Linked DNA regions of Capsicum annuum: region 2 is linked to region 1. A link is a contact called in public Hi-C data. All regions are on one chromosome and are shown on one strand. The core of a region is the stretch at or near the end of the contact, and the rest is flanking DNA. Distances in the headings are between cores, read along the strand shown. Region 1 holds the start of LOC124898446. Region 2 has its middle 21 kb from the start of LOC107870461.

What was found. A called contact is a pair of places that touch in the nucleus more often than the background predicts.
Region 2: a Hi-C map of leaf shows a contact between it and region 1, with 1.6 times the contacts expected there. The contact joins the enhancer-like site here to the promoter of LOC124898446 in region 1. A contact is called at or near these places in 3 of 5 Hi-C or Micro-C datasets (leaf, pericarp and placenta).

Annotation. Positions count from the first base shown.
Region 1 is chr5:24,164,294-24,169,956 of UCD10Xv1.1, forward strand. It overlaps LOC124898446, which reads left to right and starts at 3,115. Exons shown (of 2, transcript XM_047412095.1): 1 at 3,115-3,626; 2 at 3,743-3,878. The coding sequence starts at 3,115. The coding sequence ends at 3,878.
Region 2 is chr5:24,211,566-24,217,228 of UCD10Xv1.1, forward strand. No RefSeq gene overlaps it. Among protein-coding and RNA genes, the nearest start is that of LOC107870461, 21 kb to the right of the region's middle. Within about 2 kb of position 3,481, at least 5 of the 5 cell types and tissues checked have an H3K27ac peak or open chromatin away from gene starts, as enhancers often do. A contact at or near this core is called in leaf and pericarp, where this site is marked.

The DNA of each region.
Region 1 (5,663 bases), core at 1,865-4,364:
GATACTATACTAGACAAACCGGACATGTTAGGGTTTTGAAATCCTTTAGAACCCTTTTTCATACAAAATTAGAAAGCTGTCAGAACCTTATCAACATACAAAAACAAAACAACACGTAGATAAGTCACTATTTACCATGTTCTGAATATTCAAAACTGACAGCAAACTGCCCTTAAACAATTAGTTATATACATTTGAAAACTCAGACGAATTAGATTAGCGTGTTCATGAACTTTGTGATCAGTAATGTACAACCAGCCAATACATATAAACACGTTCACATATTATAAATGGAAGAAACAGGGAAAGAAAGTAGTTTTTCTGAATCTAAAGGAGATTAAGTAACGATTATGTTTCAAAAGGATCAAGAATGCGTAATAGGGTGGGGTTAGCTCCTGATTTTAAAATGATAACTTCGGACTATACACAAGCTAACATATTTATTAAAAATTCACCGAACAAATGATTTGTGAGTATGAAACGATGAGAAAACCAAATTCAAATTCTTGGTGCTACGTTTTATACTATTTTTGACATTGATTAAATCCATATCCGATATGAATCACATATACCACATGTTTACACATAAGCAGTCGCATAGTGACAAGCAAGGGGGACGAGTAACGAACAAATCATGACAGAATGATTCAGCATAAACTTGAAACTCAAAACAATTCACATGTCCACAAATTCAGTGTAAGGAGAGGAAGGGGAGGAAAATGGAAGTGACACAAAGGATGAATTTACGTAATAGACTTAACATAGCCTACGTTTTCCATTTAAGCACAACCTCCCCCCGGCCATGTTATTAACTCTAAACCAACATGTTATTACCCATTAAAAGACAAGCACATCCCCGCGGTGATTAGCTTGAAACAAAAGGAAGCTCATTCTCACATCCTCAATTTTAAAAAAAATGGCTAGAAATAGCTGATCCTACTATGAAACTCATGGATTCACATAAACAATTTGAAGCGAAAAGCAGGCCAAAAGCAAAGGAATAAAGAGGAATTTCACATTATTTCACACTCTTAGGTGCAAACCAGCCTTTTCTTTAAACACACAATTTAAAAAAAAAAAAAAAAAAATTAAAGAGACAAACATGTCCTTGAGCTCGATTTCCAGAGAAGCAGCAGCACCTTGGTCAAACATGTAACCAGACCACGTGTTCGTGTAGTCAAAATAAACAACTTGGTGTAATTGTGTTTTAACCTTTAAAGCCTCATCATACTAGTTTAGTGGTTGCTAATGCATTGTAAAAACATAGCCAAGCAGGGAAAAAACTAAGTTGCTATTACTATGATCAGAACATCCAAACCAACATAGCAATAATCTTATAATGGACAGTTAACCACACATATGCCCTCATACCTCATAGAGCTAGTTCGAACTAAATCTCATGTCGTAAATATTTCACAAACAGTCAATCTAATAGGGACTAGAAAACTATTTCCATTTCACATTTTTATGTTCATGATTAGCCACACAAGAATGACACACTCAGCCAATCAACAAAATAGCCAAAATTGGACATAATGTGACTAGACGCGGTAGGATATACTCAGTAATTCACAAGTTGCAAATACACGTGATCTCAAATCCATAAAGCCTTTTCATTTCAGATTTTTATAATTTGAGCCAGTCGGCTATCATCTCGACTAACCACATGATAAAGGATTAACAAACTAAGTGCAACGTAATTAAGATAGGATAGCGTTTACCTTGAATGGGCCAGGAAACTAGGGCTTACCCGTCGTCAAGATTTGAAACTCAAACTCCGGATTCGAACTTCACATGAATAATTTCCGAAATGAAAGAAAGTTAGAATCTGTGGCCCGTGCAAGGAGAAGTTATTTTTTGTTTCTCTATCTCCAATCCAAAAATCCTGTCCAACAATGACTTTGAACCTTGGTATTTATAAAGGCAAAGTTAAATTTTGAATTCTTGGGAAGCAAATTGAATTTTTTAGGTTTATCCTTTTCAGACTGATTTGTAGGGAAGAAGAGATGGTTGGGAGCTATAAGGCTTGAACCCATCGGTTTAAAGGGATAACGACCTCAAAGTCTGAAGGTCCTTGAATTTTCCCCACTTCTCAGAAATTGCAGAGCCTTGGGTTCAACAAGAAGTGAGTGACGGAAGGGATTTGATAGCGATGGAAACGTAGGTGACAAAGAAGATAGACGAGAGGAAAGGTGAAGAACACCAGAACTCGCTATTATCCAGTGGTCTAGGCTGGTCGCCGTTAGTAGATAATAGGGAAGATACGCTAGTTTTGTTGAGTTGGAATGAGATGGAATGATAGAGGTGAGGATTATTAGGCTGGTTAGGTTAACGGGGCTATTAATTAGTTGGATTGGATTTGTGGGTTAGGAGTTTTTTTTTTGGGGGCTGCTACTTCGGCTGAAAAAATAGAGCAAATGGCCCAAATATTATTGTGAATAAATGAATTATGTTTGTAAAAAATCAAATCTTTCGCAATCGTTTTCACTTAATTAATTTAACGACACTTCTTCATCCTAATTAATGTTCCAAAAGGTTAGGGATGTAGATGGGTACAAGTTGTGGTACTCTGGTAGTGAGAGGCGTAGGAATGACGTAGGTATCTTAGTGGACGAGGAGCTTAGAGGGCAGGTAGTGGAGGTTAAAAGGGTTAGTGATAGGGTGATGACTATCAAGTTGATTCGAGGGTCTTCTTTGAACATCTGTAGTGTGTATGCGCTAAGACGGGCTTAGACGAAGAGGAGAAGAAGAGATTTTGGGAGGTTTTGGACGAGGTGGTAAGGGGCATGCCTAGTTCAGAAATGATTTTCATAGGGAGGATTTTAATGGGCATATCGGGTCTCTGTCGATGGGTTATGATGATGTGCATGGAGGCTTCGGGTTTGGGATAGAAATATTGAGAGAGCTGCTCTTTTAGATTTTGCGAGGGCCTTTGGGTTAGTGGTAGTGAATTCCAGCTTTCCGAAGAAGGAGGAGCATCTAGTTACTTTGCGTAGTAGGCTAGCCAAGACTTAGATTGACTTTTTGCTGCTTAGGAAGGGGGATAGTGCAATGTGTAAGGATTGTAAGGTAATCCCGAGCGAGAATATTATGACCCAGCATAGACTTTTGGTGATGGACTTGGTTATCAAGAAGGGTATGAAGCGACGGGGTGGAGAGGGTCAACCTAGAGTTAAGTGGGGTGGCCTGACTCCAGTTAGTGCCTTGAAGATAGGGGCGAAGTTAAAGGGGATAGGGGTTTGGGAGGGTAGGGGGGACGTGGATAGTATATGGGATAGGGCTGTGGGATGCATCAGAGAGTCTTCTAGAGAGGTGTTGGGTGTCTCAAGGGGCTGGTCTGGCCAGTATCCAGGGGATTGGTGGTGGAATGAAGATGTTAAGAAGAAGGTAGAGACGAAGAAGACGTCTTATGTTAAGTTGGTAGAGAGTGAGGATAAAGATGAGAAACGGGTAAGCATGGAGGAGTATAAGTTAGCTAAGAAGGAGGCTAAGTTAGCAGTTACAGCTGCTAAGACAGTAGCTTTTGAGAGTTTGTATAAGGGATTAGTGGAGAAAGGTAGGAAAAAGACGTTGTTTAGGCTTGTCAAGGCTAGAGAACAGAAGGGTCAGGATCTGGACCAAGTGAAGTGCATTAAGGGGGAGGATAACAGAGTTTTGGTGGAGGACGCCCTCATTAAGAAAAGATGACAATCGTATTTTCATAAGCTCTTGAATGATGAGAGGGATAGAAGTGTTGTGTTAGGGGAGTTGGAGCACACCGAGGAGTGTCGCGATTTTGCTATTATCAGCGTTTTAAAGTTGAGGAGGTCAGACAGGCTATTCGTAAGATGCAAAGGGGCAGGACGACAGGGCCCGAAGAGATCCCGATGGATTTTTGAAAGTTTTCTAGCAGGCAGGGTTGAGGTGGCTGACCAACATGTTTAATAATATTTTCAAGTCTGTGAAAATGCCTGAGACGTGGATATGGAGCACGATGATTCCATTATATAAGAATAAGGGTGACATTTAGAGTTACAACAACTATCGGGATATTAAGTTGTTGAGTCACACGATGAAGATTTGGGAGAGGGTGGTGGAGCGGAGGTTAAGGAAGATTGTGTCTATTTTGGAGAATCAATTTGGATTTATGCCTGATCGCTCGATGATTGAGGCAATTCACCTAGTGCTGATACTAGTAGAGAAGTATAGAGAGAGAAAGAGAGATCTTCACATGGTGTTTATTGACTTAGAAAAGGCGTATGACAAGGTCCCTAAGGAGGTTCTTTGGAGATACTTGGAGGCGAGGGGGCGAAGACTTGAGTCAGGATGGTGGGAGGAGATTCTGAGCATTTCCTAGTCTTAATAGGGTTGCACCAGGGATCGACTCTTAGTCCGTTTTTATTTATCGTGGTGATGGATATATTGACGCGGAGTATACAAGGCAAGGTGCCTTAGTATATTCTTTTTACGGATGATGTAGTTTTGATTGATGAGTTGCGTCAAGGTGTTAATGATAAGCTGGAGGATTGGAGACAAACCCTAGAGTCTAAAGGTTTCAGATTGAGTAGGACCAAGATGGAGTATTTGGAATGCAAGTTTAGTGACTCGAGGCAAGAAGAGAAGGTGGTAGGGAAGTTGGACTCTCAGGCAGTTTGCAAGAGGGGTAGCTTTAAGTATCTTAGGGCTACGATTCAGGGGAATGGAGAGATAGATGAGGATGTCTCTCACCATATTAGGGCAGGTTGGATGAAATGGAAGCTCGCTTCGGGAACTTTATGCGATAAGAAGGTGGCTCCCAATCTTAAGGGCAAATTTTATAGAGTTGCAGTCCAGCCAACTATATTGTATGAAGTGGAGTGTTGGCCAGTTAAGAATTCTCATATGCAAAAGTTGAAGGTGGCGGAAATGAGGATGTTGCGTTGGATATGTAGTCTTACAAGGGCTGACAAGGTTAGGAATGAGATTATTCAGGAGAAGGTGGGAGTGGTATCGGTGGAGGAAAAAATACGAGAAGTGAGGTTGAGATGGTTTGGTCATGTGATAAAGAGGGGCACGGATGCCCTAGTTCGCAGGTGTGAGAGGTTGGTGTTAGATGGTTTCAAGCGGGGTAGGGGTAGATCGAAGAAATATTGAAGAGAAGTAATTAAACGTGTCATGGAGCTATTTCAGCTCATTGAGGACATGATCCGGGATAGAAAGGTTTGAAGAAAAAATATTAGGATAGAGGGATAAGGTGGGTGGATGAATCGTAGTTAGTAGTTACAAATCAGTTGTTTGGTAATGTACATTATTTTTGTTGATGTCATAACTATGTTAGTTTTATCATGTTTCATACTTTGGATGTTTTTGTATATTGTCCTATGTCTTGAGCGGGGGTCTATCGAAAACAACCTCTCTACTTCTTTAGAGGTAGTGGTATGGACTGCGTACATTCTACCCTCCCCAGACCTCACTTGGTGGGAATTACTGGGTTTGTTGTTGTTGTATATGAATATATGTGCATATGTTTAAATAAATAAATAAATATATTTTTAAAAAAATATTATAACGATACAACCAAATTCGTTTAAAAGTAAAAGTTAATATGCTAATATTTAAATATTTGATGCGATATCAATAATATTTATATATATATACATATATATATATATATATATAGGAAGTAAACGAAAATCATTTTGTTT
Region 2 (5,663 bases), core at 2,231-4,730, 48 kb after region 1:
TAGTGATTCAGATATGAAGGAAGAAGGTGCAACCTTTGAGGTAAGTATCTTTGAACTTAAAGAAAAGTTGTATTTATTTTCTAAACGAAATCTTATTTCTCCAATGAATGCTTTAATTGATGATTTTCAAGAGCTAACCTCTTAAAGGAATGAAATATTCAGTAGTCTTGCAATCCTAAAGTTTGATATATTGATCTAGAGGCTTGTAAGAACGTTGTTGAAAAGAAATATAATACTCTTAAGGAATAGGTCAGCAAACTTGATTCACTAAACCTGACTCTTGAATTTGAAATCTTAAAACTGTCTCTTTCTGAAAAAGAAAAAAAGGTCAAGAGTGAGGAACAAGAAAAAATTGAGTCAGAATTGACTAAGTTTAAACATGAATGCTTTTGTGAAAATGAAAAGGTGAATAAATTATGTCAAGAAGTCACCAAACTAAAACTTGATCTTGAAAGAGCAAATAAATGGACAAAATTCTCAAGAATTGTCCATAAACTCAGTGAAAGAACCCATAATGAAAAGGTTAGATTGGAATTTACAAAAATTCTAATGGTACCAAAGATTTGTGTTATATATATGGAAATCTAAGGCATCCAACCACTAAATATGCAGTTGCTGCAAAAAGTAGTTATAAAAGTACAAATCTAGCAAGGAAATCTGACTCTATGTTTACACAGGCTAACAGAAAAAAAGTAAAAAATAGTCATAAAAATGGGTCACATAACCTATTGCCTCGATGGGTTAGAAGGAACCTAATTCACCTTTTTTAATCATAAGGAAAGACCCAAGCTTGTCTGGGTTCCTAAAACTAACCCTTGAGCTACTTTGTAGGTAAGAGTGAAAGAAAGCAAGCGACACTGGTACTTGGATAATGCTTGCTCAAGACATATGACAAGAGACAAAGTCAAATTCTTTCACTCTCTAAAATTGATGGGGTGAAGTATCATTTGGTGATGGCAAAAAGGGTACTGTTACTGGAATTGGAAACTGAAAAATCCGAATCTAGAGCACTGAAAGATGTTTGTATTGTGGAAGGACTAAATCACAACTTGCTCATCATATCACAACTATGTGAAAAAGGTAATAAGGTAACTTTTACTTCTGCAGGTTGTAAGGTCAAAAGGATGGATATCAAGGAGGTTGTTCTAACTGCGAGAAGACACAAAAATGTGAACAAAGTTGATATGATGGGAATGCCTGAAACAAGATTGACTTGTTTAAGTGCAATTGAAAATGATCCCCTTATTGACACCTAATTTTTTCCTTCCACAATTCAGTTTAATCTTGTGTTGCTTCGATTTTAAATAAAATCAAAATAATCACATTATCCAAATAAAAACCTTCTGAAATATTCATTTGGATCTATTTTGTTAGTTAAGTAACAGTTATACATTTCTAAATTCATACATATGATATTGTATAATTTTGTTACTTAATAAATCGGCTTTAAATTATCTTGAAAATTGGTTCAAATAGGATAAGTTCTGGCTCCAAATTTGATTTGTTCTTAAAAGTAAATTATTCAAAAAATATGAGTTTGATTTTATTAAATCAAGAAACTCGAGATTGAATTGGTCGTTAATTTATTTCATGCTTTGATTTAGTTTAGTTGGTTTATTAAATTTGGCCATAATTAAAATTAAACTGACTACAATCACAATGAAATTGATCATTTAATATTCAAATTGGTTAAATTTTAAATAAATTCGATTGAATTTTAATCTATGGGCTATTTAATAAGGGTAAACAACATAAATACCAACACTTATCTACCTAATTACTCTCTCTCTCAACTTTTACATTAATTACTTAATATCCCGGATATGATACATAAGTTTGGTCCGGATACATAACCGACAGATACATAACTACCAAACTAATTGACTATAAAAAAGGAAAATAATGATATGGAATTAAATGATAGAGCAATTAATGGGAGTTTGATTGGGATGTGTCTCTTGAATCCCTAAAAATTAGTAACAACTTCATAATTAAAATTTGAATCACCATAATTAACACTCTCCAATCATAATTCTCCCAAATGCTCTAAAATCAAAATGTGCAAAAAATACAAAACTAAATCAACAAAAAATGTCAGAAAAACTTATATGTACCTAATCCAAAACATATAATTGATGATGATACATAAGATACACCATGTAGTTTTAGATGAACAATAAATACAATACATATGTATCAGTTGTACCCAATATTTTGCATATATTGATTGCAAAATAATTCATAACAATTTCAAAATTTAGTATGTATCGGATATAATGATATACCTCTTAAAAATTGATTTACGCATCATAATAAGTATGTTGAATGTATCAAGTGTAAATTAACCCAAATTACATGCAATTTTTTATTATGTATCATAAAATAATGCAATATGTCATTAAAATCAGATATATGTACTCGGCATATTAATGTATCAGGTTTACAAGAACCAAAACATATATAAATATTAGTATGTATCAGAAAACCTGCAATGTCTCTTATGTATCAGAAACTTTAGAATTGTGTATCAAACTCAGTAAAGTGAATGTATCAGATATTAAAAAAGAACCTAAATCACATGTAAATTTCAGTATGTATTGGAAAGCATGCAATGTCTCAATACATTAAATTTATGTATCGGATTCACTTCAAAACATGTAATTCATACCTTTGATAAATGGTTTCTTTTTGTAACTAACTTTCTTTTCTACTTTGTAGATACAACAATAGACTTTATGACTACTATCAGTAGCCTCCCGTAATTTCTTCTTCATATTCGGATAAATTTGAAGAAAAAGATTAATGGAGATTGTAAATTTGAAAATAAATTAACACGATTGTTAATGGAGAATTTAAAATTTTGAAAAAAGTTAATTACGATTGTAAATTTGAAAATAAATTAACAAAGTTGTAAAAAAAATTATGAAAACAAATTAACCTCCAAATAAATTTGAGGAAAAAAGTTAATAGAGGTTGTAATTGGAAGTTGAAATTTGAATATATTGAAGTAGTGGATGGTAAGTTGATAACACGATTGTAATTGTTGAATTGATAAATTTATCAGATATTTTACCATGATTTTGGGAGAGTTTTAAGGAGCAGGAGGCACAACAATAGGGTGAGTTATAATGTATCAGCAAATATTAGGGTTTTATGAGTTAGAATGAATTTTTGTAATATATTTAGTAAGATGGTATTTAAAATAATATAGAAAAGTTAAGGTGTTGACTTATATAATTTTTTCATTTAATAAATGCCCATTTCTAATCTCTACCCTCCCATTTCTTAAAAATTACCCCATGCCCATTTGTTTCAGTAAAAACCACCACACCAACCCGACCCAACTCTGATTCCTTTCCTTTTTTACCCGACAAAACAACTTCAACAACGGCAAACCCGATACCAAATTACCATCAATAGTCAAACAACGTCCAATAGCCAGCAACTTCATCAGACAAAAACAAATGCATAAACGACAACAACATCAGCGGCTTCAATATCTGGGATTCATCTTTTGAATCCTAACCTAAAATTCCTGTTCTCGTATCTAATTAATCTTCTCTCTCTAAGTATCACGTGATTCTCACGTGGATAGCACGTACAACGTTCTAGAAACATCCAGGTCGCCCTTCAATCCGATTCAAGGAAGGGGTGGTACGATCTCTTACCAAATACATGTCACAAGCTTATCCCTAATTCGAAATTTGAATTTTTCCCTTTTGAAACTACCAAAAACGTCCCTCAAAGTCCCTTATCCCACATTGTTGTTTTCTTTGAAATCCCATTCCAAATATCTGTATAAATAAATACTCTACTATTCTCATTGAAGAAAAAGGTTGGAGAGGTCAAAAAGCATGAAATTTTGCTAAGACCGAAGATTTCAGTGCTGATAAATTTAATAAGAATCATTTGAGCTCAAAATTCTAAGATAAGAAATTGAGTTCGTTTTTCAGTGGTGTGAAGGAATAATCTGATGAAGAGCTCATAAATTTCAGTTTACTGCCCTAAAAAAGGTAAACTCACTCTCTAGTTAATATGTCGATTTTCCTTCGTCCCCTTCTTTTCGTTAGCAGCAATTTTTGTTAAAATTAAGAATGATACTATTTGTTATAGACGCCTTGAAGGCGATAGGAATTTGTGTTTGAATGATGTTATCGATATATCAGTTGTTTGTTGGTTTGAAATCTATCTTAGTTTAGCCTTATTAAGAGTGACATTGTTATTGTTCATCTAACTGGAAAAAATTTGAAACCAGGACTAAGAAGTTAAGGTATTTTTATTGTGTGCATAATTCTGCTATGAATATATGTTCTTGTGCAAGCGTATTACAGATTGTCTGTCTTTTTTTTCTTTTTCCTGAAAGTTCATTGAATGTGCTTTTGAAAAGATAATGAGTTGACAATTGGAGTTATAAAAGTTTGTCCTTGGATCCCAACTGTGTGTGAATTTCCCCATTGTTGGAACTATATAATATGTTATTTTGTGTTTAAATTACATGTGTAGGCTGGTTTGTATGTGTATAAATACGTGTAGGCTTCCAGATGACCCATAAAGTTCCCAGATATTTGATTTTGCGGCATGTGGTTGTTCGTTTCTCGACCATCAGTGTTAGATTTCATATGAATATAATACTTAAATGGTCCTGTCTAGGATATGTATGATCAAATCATGAATGAGTTTTCTGTGACTGTCAACTTCCCAGAAATAATGGCATGCTCCCTCCCCTCTCCGTACATTTTATTTGTTTCGTTAATATGTCCAGTTGTTGTTTCCTGACATATGATTATAAATTCTTGTATGTATTTGTCATAATCAGGTTAATACAATGGAAGTAATATTAGCAACTTATTTATTGTTTCCATTTTGGGCTTCATTTGGACTTTCTCATAAAGATGTGATATTTTTTATCTTATGTGGAATGTGGATTAATTTGTTCTACCTTTGTGTTTCAACATAAACATCTAAGTTATAAACATGTCTTACTTGTTGTCATATATTTTTTCTCTTTAGAGTTTAATTGATTATGTTGCTTTCCGGATTGATACTTTAAGCCAATTTAAGAAAGGACTATTGTTTTGTCTGTTAACTTTAGATAATGTTTTCACTCTCAACCTCTCTTACTAATTCTCATCTCTTTTGTTGCATGAACCCCTCATGGTTTGAGTCCAAGGGACTCCCCTCTTGCATTTTCTTCGAGTTCAACTCCATGTTTAAGTCCCCAAAAAGACTGATTTGCAGCAATATACATCGAGTATACACGCATTATGGGGAGAAAAATAAGAAATGGAAAGTTAATATGCGGGTGAAGGGAAAACAGATGTGTATACATGACACGGTCATGTACACATAGATACACAAAAACGCGGGAAGAAAGCATGTAGTATACAGTTGATATACAGATTGATAATGGACCCAAATCCATTAATCCAAATCTGGACAGCTTTTAGAAAATGGGCCAGATAAGAGGCCCAAACTTTTTTCTTTATTTAGTTTGTATAAGTCATATTTGATTATTTGTTCTATTAAATTCTTAAATTTGGTTAACCTTAATAAACTTCCCATTTGAATTGTTATTTTTGCTTTATCTTTATATTTTATCTTAAACTATCACTTGTCACAAAGCTTAATAGTTGAATCAATAAACAGTGAATTCTTGTTATTGT